Linked DNA regions of Mus musculus: region 1 is linked to region 2. A link is a contact called in public HiChIP or PLAC-seq data. All regions are on one chromosome and are shown on one strand. The core of a region is the stretch at or near the end of the contact, and the rest is flanking DNA. Distances in the headings are between cores, read along the strand shown. Region 1 overlaps Atxn7l1 (ataxin 7-like 1). Region 2 has its middle 5.9 kb from the start of Gm40874.

Region 1 (5,012 bases), core at 573-3,072, 300 kb after region 2:
CAAGCACAGAACCTCCTCCCTCTATTTGAAAGCTCATTTCTTGGTTTGGCAGACAAAGGAATTCAGGATCATACTATGGTAAGGCATGACAGGAAAGGAAATGGAATTCCAAAAAGTGGGGATGCTCTGAGAATGGCCGAGGCTACTTCTTCCAGAGTGTTTCCTGGGTGCCACATACACGTCACAGGGTTGGCTCCTGTGGGCTCTGGAAGGTAGATACTGTACTCCCATTCCCAGGTGAGGAAGATGAGGTTCCAAGAGGTCAAGTCGCTCATGAGCTTCACTGCAGAGTTGCAGGGCTTACACTGGAGTGAATGGCACTGCCCCATGCCCAGGGGTTACAATGGTGTGACCACTGCTGTAACCAGGATTTTTAGGACATGCCTGTTCTAGTTTACCACACTGCTGTGCCTCCCAAGACATTGTTCTACATAGTAAAATATATATCTAGGTCACATTTGCACTGTTCTTATTGGCTGTTCCTGGGCTAGGCTGTAGCTCAGTGTTAGAGCACCTGGTGACCAAAGGCAAGGCCCTGGGTTCCATTGCCCAACTTCACAGGGAGAGAGAAATGAAGTATATATAAAGCAGACTTGGCAGCTCACACCTGTAGTCCCAGCACTTGGGAGTACAATTGGAGGTCAGGCTGGGTGACAGAAAATTTTAGACCAGCCTGAGATACAGAGTAAATCCTTATCTCAAAGGGAGAGAGGGAGAGAGGGAGAGAGGGAAGGAGGGTGGGAGGGAGAGAGAGAGGGGGGAGAGAGAGAGAGAGAGAGAAAGAGAAAGAGAAAGAAGCTAGATTAGACTACATTAAAACACAGGCAGGGGTCAGTGAAGTCACACATCTAGGCTAAAGCAAGGGGTTTTTATAGAATTTAGGCAAGAAGTGATGACGTGTTAGCTAGGAGCTGGGATTGGGCCCATACATGGTCAGAAACAGAGCCCTTTTGTGGGTGCTCTTGGGTGGGTTGCTGGAAATGGGGAGACAAGGAGTGATGATGTGCTAGCTCAGAGTTTTCTCCAAGTGGGTGGGGGAGTTTCCTCTGTGCGGGCGGGGCCGGAGGAAGGAGGGCAGATGGGGTTTCCCAGCTTGTGCAGGGGACGAGCAGGGTTTCCAGGCTAACCAAGAAAAAGAAAGAAGAGCTAGGGATGTGGCTCGATTGGTAGAATATCTACCTACCGTGTTCCAGCCCTTGGATTTAATCCCTCGCACCTCAAATCTAGGTGTGACAGCACACACCCAGGATTCCAAACCTCGAGCAGTATGGGCTACAGGACCAGGAATTCAGAAATTCAACCTTATCTTTGGCTATCCAGTGAGTTCAAGGCCAGCCTAAAGTGCATGAGATGGGATCTCAAAAAAATAAAGAGGAGGAGGAGGAGAGGGAAGAGGAAGAGAAGAAGAGGAAGAGAAGGAGGAAGAGGAGGAGGGGGAGAGGAAGAGAAGAGGAAGAGAAGGAGGAGGAGGAGAAGAGGAAGAGGAAGAGGAGGAGGAGGAGAGGAAGAGGAAGAGAAAGAGAAGGAGGAGGAGGAGAAGAGGAGAAGAAAGGAATTCCTCTCAGGGTTGCCCTGACCCACACCAATGTACTCTGCCTGTAGCAGGATTAGGAGGAGAGTTTGCAAAGCACAGGCTCCTAAGATTCTGATTCTAGGGTGGCAGGAGCTGCTTGCTTCCTGCTGTTACTGATATTTCACTGCAGAGTTTAGGGTTTATGGCACAGCCCCAAAGCCCAGGGGGTGTGCTGGAGAATGGAGACTGTGGGACTGTTTGGGTTACGGCGACCCTGCTGACTCATGAGTGGCCTGGGTGAGCTGCATGGCCTCTCCACACTCATCTTGAAAGTAAGGCTTTTCCCAGCAGCTACCGCACAGAGCCGTGGGGATTAGCTGAGCTAAGCCATGTGAATTCCTTAAAACTGATAGTTCTTAATCAGGGTTTGCCTTAATTAGTTACAGATAAACTGTGAGGGCCTGGGGTGAATGAAGTGGACTCAGTCACTTCATCTTGGACTCAGACACTTTGAGGTCTTGTCTAGGATGTTCCCTAAGCACTGGGCGCCTTCAACATGATCAGGGCCTCCGTGTCTCGCCAAGCAGAAGGGTTGTTGGACACCCGGCTAGCACCTTGCTGTAGGGGAGAATAATCAGCTTGAATTCAAATACTTATCCCCCAAGGCATTCTGACTTGGGTGTCTGATGCCTATGTCTGTCTGCCATAGTTCAGGTAGGCAGCCTGCCAACCCATCTCCCCTGGGCATTGAGTCACCTGTATTACTACCATGCCTGCTATAGGTTAAAGGCCTCAGGCCTAGCCTCCTTTCCACTGAAGCTCTTTAACTCCTACCTAGTGGATTCCATGAAATCCCCTTGCTGGAATGTGAGGCAGGGTGTTGGCAGTTGTCCACAGGCCTCTGGGCAGTAGCCCCAGCCAGCCACGTCAGTCATTGACCCCTGTGAAGACACTGGCTTCTGGCTGAGGTCCAACACACGTGCTATGTAATCATTGCCCTCAGCCAGCCCAGCACCTTGTTCAGTGGTATAGCATTGTAATTAGATACTGCTGCTGAAGGGTGGTCCGTAGGCCTGGAGCATTGATATCCCCGGATATTCTAAGATGTACATTTTGTTTGTTATTTGGGAATGGGAATATTTAGGAATTGATTCAGGTCAGTTGGCCGTCGTATGCATAACAAGACAGTTTGTTATTCGTAGTTCCCGAGAGGTGGGGCATGCTGTGTGTGCAGCTTAGTATAGGAAATCAATGGCCCCATTAGGAGGCAGGAGCAGAAGAAAGAGAAAATGAAGGCAGAAGCTATTATTGAAGTTTCCATGGAAAGGAATAGGCAGGGCAAAGAGAACTGGGTTAGCACTGACTCGTTTGAGTGATCAAAGTGGGCTTTTAGTGTAAAGTCTCTCCCTTATTGTCTGGGACCTGACCTTGGGGTGGTTAAGGGTGGGAACAGTGGCCAGCGTGTAAGATGGATAAAGCAAGCATCCACTGAGGATTGGAGCTCCGAGGTTTGCACATGTCAGGTACATTTGCAGGCCAGTTCCTTAGCCTCTCCAGAAAGTCATGGTCCTGTGTAAAACGGCGAAACATTAAAAATAAAGACAATACAGTACGATGAGAACACATTGACACACAGATTCCCGGACCCTTTAAACAAGGGCTGTGGGTATAACTTGAGAAGCCCTGCACCCGCTGAGATGTTGGGGATTGTGAAGTACTGGTGTCTGGAGTTCATCGGTGTGCCGTTTAGAATCATGACTGTGTGAGACTAAGGACACCACCAAAGGGCTGAACCCCTAAATGGAGAGCAAAGAGAATGCCCTACCACGTTCTACTGTCTTCTCCCTCTGGAGAGTGCACTAATATTCTTTTCGTTGTTATGAATGGTGAGCACCCTATTTATGCTTGGTACCATGTGCAAACAGATGATACAAACTTATTTATGTATTTATGCAGCAAAACTTACTTAGGAGTGAGGAAACTTACCAGATCATCAGGGGATAAAGATAAAAGCCAATATTAAGATCTCATTTTACAATGAAAGCCTTGGTCAGTAAATTATGCAGTGACACCCTAGTTTCCTTCACCCTGAAATGGTAAACCCTCATTTTTTCCTGAGGGGAAATAGTAATAATAATCTCACACACACACACACACACACACACGCACACCACACACACGCACACACACACACACACCCTGGCTGACCAGTGTGACTCACATGTAGGAGCCCTGCCTGGTACCTGTGGATGAATGAGGAGGCAGTTAGCTAGCTATAATGACAGGAAGAGACACTTTAAAGCATCCAGTATTTGGGAATAAGGGAAGATGTAAAATCATTCCATTGAATCCCTTTTGTTAGGTTAGGTTAGGTTAGGTTAGGTTAGGTTAGGTTAGGTTAGGTTTGACTTGTTATTAGGGTGTGGGGGAGGAGGGGGATCAAAGTCTCCAGAGCCTCCCATTAGGTGAGCACTCTGCCACTGAGCCACAGCTCTGCCTGCCATCTCCCACTCCATTTTTTAAGGACAATGGCTTAGAGGCCTAAAAGCCTGGTAACTTGCATGAAGCTCCAAGCCTCCAGGGCAGGTGCAGGACAGCAGGATTCAGGGCCATCCATTCCCCAAGCCTCCGTGGAGTTTCCCCTCCTGCTTGCTCCCTTCTTGCCACAGCCCCTCCTTCTTCTTAGATCAGAGCCAAAACCTTGTACCCAGTCCAGACAGTGCTGACACCAGCAGCAGCAGATTTTATTTCTGTGCTTTATTTATTTACGACGGCCTTGTTGTAAAAGGATTTAAAGCTGCTTGAAAGTTGTGAACAGCAGAGTGGGACAGAATAAATTGCAAGTAACTGAGAAAGAAGATGAGGCAAAAGAATACAGTAGAAACCTGGCCACCGCACTCCTGCTTCTGCTGTGGGAGTAGCTGGCCAAGTTCAAAGAGGTGGGGGACCGGTTTGTTTTGTTTTGTTTTGTTTTGGTATTTATGGTCCCTTTTCTTCAAATATCAGTTGATATTTTTTCCGGGCTGGTTTTAAAAGATCTTCCCCTTTGGTGACATGGATTCTTTGAAATGGTATTGAGAACCTTAGGAGCTCTCTGGCGGGAGGCATATTCGCAAGTTTGACTGGCATGCTGGTTGTTGCAATAGCAGAGGTGGTGTTCTAGCTGCTTAAAACCAAGTGAGGAAGGAGAGGTGGGCTTTACCCACAACATTCAGCACATTAGATCATCCAGAACGGGTGGCCTTCCTGACTCCATTGTCCTCTCACACCCTTCATTCCTCTTTTCATGAGGTACTAGGAATTCAGCCCAGGGCCTTTTGCGTTCTAAGCAAGCCCTCCACCTCTGAGTCTTCTTGGCACATCAGTATACATACCCTGCAGGCGGTGAAGTGCCCAGGGCTGTCCTCATTGCCCATTCAGACCTAGTGCCCAGGGCTGTCCCCACTGCCCATTCATCCATCAGTCCTCTGAGTGTTTTGGGCCTCGAGTGTAACAATTT
Region 2 (5,142 bases), core at 1,207-3,706:
CAGAAGAAAACACAGGTAAAGCAATTCAAGATCTATGCAGAGGGAAGGACTTTTGTGTTGTTGTTGTTCTTCTGTTGTTCTTCTTCGAGACAGGGTTTCTCTGTAGAGCCCTGGCTGTCCTGGAACTCACTTTGTAAACCAGGCTGGCCTTGAATTCAGAAATCCGACTGCCTCTGCCTCCCGAGTGCTGGGATTAAAGTCGTGCACCACCACGCCCAGCTCAGGACATTTGGGAAGCAGCATCATAGGAAATAATCCCAAGAGCTAACAAAGGAGATTGTATAAAGTTAAGACCTTCTGCATGGCACTGGAAACAATCAAAAGGGCAATGAAACAGGTTACAGAGAGGAAGAAAATTTGTGCCAACTAAACATCTGGTGATGCTGACTTCTACATCTTACAAAGAACTCCAAAAGAATAAATACTTCCCACAAAGGAAATCATCCAAACCGAATGAGCCAATTCAAAAGCCTGGTGCTAGGGATGGGACACCTATCCTTGACTTGTTGGTCAGAGGTATCCTGGAGACCCCAAAACAATGCAGACTATTTCCATTGCTCTTGGTTGCTCAACAGAACTTGATGGTCAACCCCTGTTGCTGAAGATACCAATACTTTGGTTGTAGAATATGGAGAAATCAAATTGGTGCTGATCTGAAGGCTTCCTCCCTGCTAACAAACTTTTATAGTACCAGGCAGCATTATGTAAGCTGCTGAGAGGGAAATGTCACTAACAGTCTTACTCAGCTGTGAGCCCTGTGAGCTAGCTACAATGACAGACATGACGACATAGCCCATGGGTGCAGTGGTGCTGAATATGTTATACAGCTAAGCAACTCTTTTCTGGCTGGATTTAAGGACCGATCCACAGGAGAAAACTCATGCCTCCAAAGATGCAGGGTTGGGGAGTTCAAAGACCCCCAGGGTGAACCTGCTACTCTTATTTTACTAAACATAATATCAATACTTTGCTCTAAATTTGTATCTCTCTACCCATAGATTAGCTCAACACCCAGGCCTCATCACAGAAGTTTCTTTGTGTGGTGGACAATGGATAATGCAGAAACTCGTAACCGATCAAAGCACAGAGAATAAATGTCAGCACAGTGCTCAGCCACAGATGGGGCGTCTGCATCCCCCTCTCCCCAGCTCAGGGACCATCTCTGAAGGCCGGTGGAAAGATTTGAAGAGCCGGAAGTCAGGGAGGACCAGAAAAAAACAGTGTCTTCTGAACATGGCAGAGTCACTGCCATCATGAACTCATAGCCACTGCATATGATGCTGTGCACAGGTGCCTGCACAGGACCCCCAGAAGAGAGTGAGCATCCCTTATCCAAAGTGTCTGGAACCAAGTGGTTTGGAGTTCAGACATTTTGGTTGGGCGGTCTTTGAAGAGTGAACACTTGAAGAGAAGACAAGGGTGTTTGGTCATGCACTTATAAAAGGGAAGCATCTTGGCAGAGGGAAAGGCAAGACAAAGGTGCAGAGGTGAGAGGATGTGCATCAGAGATCATTCAGGAGGAAGTGACATATGAGTGTTATAGAATATGGCATTTATTTAGAAGATTAGATCTGAAACCATGGTGGATGTAGTGGCTTGAATATGCTTGCCCCATGGGAAGAGAGACTATTAGCAGGCGGGGCCATATATATATATATATATATATATATATATATATATATATATATATATATATAGCCTTGTTTGAGGTAGTGTGTTACTGTGGAAACGGGAGTTTAAGGTCCCGTATATATGCTCAACTCTGACCAGTGTGATCCAGACCATCCTCCTCGATGCCTACATAAGACAGTCTCCTTCCGGTTGCCTTTGGATCAATGCGTAGAACACTCAGCTCCTTTTCCAGCACCATATCTGCCTGCCTGCTGTCATGCTTTCCACCATGATGATAATGGACTTAACCTCTGAAGCTGTAAGGCAGCCCCAATTAAATATTTCCTTTATAAGAGTTCCCTTAGCCACGGTGTCTCTTCACAACAATGAAACGCTAAATAAGACAGTGGGGAACCAATGGGAGAGTGCCTCTGCTTTGAGCAACAGATCCAAAGTCCTGGTAGACCAGCAGGACCAGCAGTCTGGGAATATAAAGCAGGGGAACTAAAAACTAGAGAAAAGCAGGACTCTGTGAAGTCTAATTGGAGCCCGTGAGAACCTAGATGGACACCTTAGAACTGGCTCAGTCTCTGTGCCTCCGCTCAGTCACACAGGAGAACAGCTGCCCTTTGCAGAGCGCCACATTCCGCGCTCAGGATGCCGGGAAGGTAAAGGCAATCTGGCAGCTCTGTCCCCATCAACAGAGAAAGTGACACAGATCAGCAGCAAGCCATGTGAGCTGCTGCAGCGCCCGGTTTCCTCCCACGTGATCTGCTACAGTGCTCGGCTTCCTACAGTGGCCTGCACAGCCCGTTAACAACTGTTTCATTGCTGCATTCCACTCTCCTTACCCTGTTGTCTAAAAAGAACAGAGATCAAGAGCCAGCAGGAATTCTAGGCGGTGTGATTCAGCTTAACTAAACTGACACGCCTTAAAATCAGGAACTGCAAAGATGTCAGTGTGGCCAGACAGGGGTGAGTTCGGGGCTAACTGGTAAGGGATGACTACAGAGTATGTTCTGAATGAACCATACCTGAATAAACATCTGAATAAACACAGGTGACTTCTTCCAACTGTGCCTAGAAGCAACTCACTAAATGTAGTGCTGTAGTTTTCCAGGCTGAAGAAACGCCATCAAGAAATATAGATAGAGGGCTAAGGAATAACACTGGTAATGAAAATTTTAACAAATGCTAGAATTTCCCTTTGAAAACATGGGTATCTGAGAAGAAGTAACCCATGATTTGGTCCTAAGTAATGGGGGTGAGTGGGTGTGGCCTGGAATAGGACCTTGAGTTCAGGAAATAGGACTAATCTATGAGTTGAGGAAGCCCCTCCCCTCCATTCCCTTCCCCCCTCCCGACCCCCACACTTTATAATGTTGCTTGCTTTTGTAATTTCATGGGAGGGCTTAAGGCTTGCAGATACCCATTTAAGACTAACCTCATGACCTAGCTCAGTGTCAGAACGTCAGCTAGATGTGGTAGAGCTCATGGTCACTGGGTACCTTCTTGGAGTCACTTGCAGCTATGTGTGGCTTTGTGGCTAAGCAGAGGATCTCCTTGGTGCTGGAATTGCAAGTGGATATCACCAAGGTGGCTTTTTAATGTAGGTTCAAGGAATTGAAGTAATATTCTCTTACTGGCTTAGGCAAATACTTTGCAAAGAAGTCTTCTCGTCCCCAGTTGTCTTAGTGTTCTATCGCTGTGAGGAGATGCCATGACCACAGCAACTTGTATAAAGAAACATTTCACTGGAGCTGGCTTACAGTGCAGAGGTTCAGTCCATTATCATCATTTCAGGAAGCATGGGCAGACATGGTGCTGGAGAGGTAGCTGAGACTTCTACATCCAGATAGGCAGGTAGTGACACACTGGGCCTGGCTTGAGCATCTGAAACCTAGCTCAACCCCCTGTGATACACTTCCTCCAACAAAGCCACACATGTTCCAACAAGCCCACAGCTCCTAGCAGTACCACTCGCTATGGGTCTATGGGAGACATTTTTGAAAAGCAGTGAATATCAAGCACCAATGTAGGAGGAAAAAGGGTATGATTGACAGGTTAGGACAGAGTAGAGGCTGTTGCTTCTCCGGCAGAGATAGTAGGAGTGGATGGGGGGGGACAGGGGGGATTGTCAGCCTCTAGCTGTCTAGAGCGGTCTAGTTCAGGATTGTCAGCCTCGTTGTGTTCATCATTGCATGAGAGTGACGCAAAGGCAAAAGACCAGCTGTACACTAATAAGAGTGGACCGTTCATTGAGAATGTTTATCAATACTTCAACATATTTCAGTGAATTTTTTTAAAAGCGTATGTCCATGAGAACTGTAAAAGAATTTTCCCTCAATCCCACTACCCAAAGGCAGCAAACAGTTCCTTAAACATTGAGCTAATGACCTGGAACATGCTTTCAAATGAAGTGTGCAGTGTTGCAGTTCTCCTCAACCAATCACCAAGCAGAGCCCTGTGACACTCTCTGCAGTTAAGGCCAGGGGATAGAAAACCTTGGCTCTGAACTTTCAGGATAGAAACAACCACAGTGTCCTGTAAGCCTCTTTAGGAACAGGTTTCCATTTGTTTATTTTAAAATCGAGCTCCAAAATGGTCATCTAAATTCTAGCACTAGAAAGTATTGCAGGCTAAGTGTTCATCTAAGTGCTAACATTTGTCTTAGATCAGGTTTATACTGTCATATGCTTTATAATTTTCTTCTGTGTGATTGTTTATCAAAGTTTTTATATTATACACTCTTCATTTTCCATACTGCAACATAGAAAGCAGTTCTAATTCAGAAAGAGTAACAACAGAAAAAAAGAAAGAAAGAAGGAAGGAAGGAAGGAAGGAAGGAAGGAAGGAAGAAAGGAAGGAAGAAAGATAGAGAGAGAGAGAGAAAGGAAGGAAGGAAGGAAGGAAGGAAGGAAGAAAGAAAGAAAAGAAAGAAAGAAAGAAAGAAAGAAAGAAAGAAAGAAAGAAAGAAAGAAAGAAAGAAAGAAAGAAAGAAAGAAAGAAAATAAAATAAAAGGGTTTCATTTTGCCTAATTTTGTTTTTTGGTCTTTTTTTAGCCTATTCAAGATCCTCCTGCCTCGGACTCTTGAGTGTTACACCATGGTTCATGGAGGTGCTTTAAAAGCAACATCCTTAGACAAGCTCACACACAGTGCTTACCACCTCATAGACAGAGCCTCACAGGTAGTCATGGGATACTGTGTAAAGTAAGTGACCACACATAAAATTCCAAAGAAAACTCATTACTCTAAGTTTCTCCTGTTTCCAACTATCTGAACTTGGGACTGAGGCCTTCCTTCCAACCTCAGGGTTAGTATAAGGGCCTATGGGCTGCCAGCATGCCAAGGTCATGGGTAGCAGTAGGAGGCCACCAGGTGCACACAGTAAGTCTACTTCCACTCTTTTGCTAGCTCTTGGAACACGGGCTCACTGTAAAACGCACAGGGTTCTGATGGGAAACATCGAATCAAATCTGATGTGTTTAATGTCAACTCCCTGATCAGGAATGTGGCTTCAGATGTGAA

The links. HiChIP or PLAC-seq counts read pairs in DNA pulled down with a chosen protein or histone mark.
Region 1: a contact with region 2 is called in an H3K27ac HiChIP or PLAC-seq map of embryonic fibroblasts, with 3 times the contacts expected there. The contact joins two enhancer-like sites. A contact is called at or near these places in 5 of 115 datasets of contacts at active chromatin or transcription factors (embryonic fibroblasts, embryonic stem cells and stem cell-derived neural progenitor cells).

What each region holds. Positions count from the first base shown.
Region 1 is chr12:33,283,704-33,288,715 of GRCm38.p6, forward strand. All of the region lies in intron 3 of Atxn7l1 (ataxin 7-like 1), which reads left to right. Among named protein-coding and RNA genes, the nearest start is that of Gm38649, 28 kb to the left of the region's middle. Within about 2 kb of position 1,823, at least 85 of the 459 cell types and tissues checked have an H3K27ac peak or open chromatin away from gene starts, as enhancers often do. A contact at or near this core is called in embryonic fibroblasts, where this site is marked.
Region 2 is chr12:32,987,560-32,992,701 of GRCm38.p6, forward strand. No RefSeq gene overlaps it. Among named protein-coding and RNA genes, the nearest start is that of Gm40874, 5.9 kb to the right of the region's middle. Within about 2 kb of position 2,457, at least 33 of the 459 cell types and tissues checked have an H3K27ac peak or open chromatin away from gene starts, as enhancers often do. A contact at or near this core is called in embryonic fibroblasts, where this site is marked.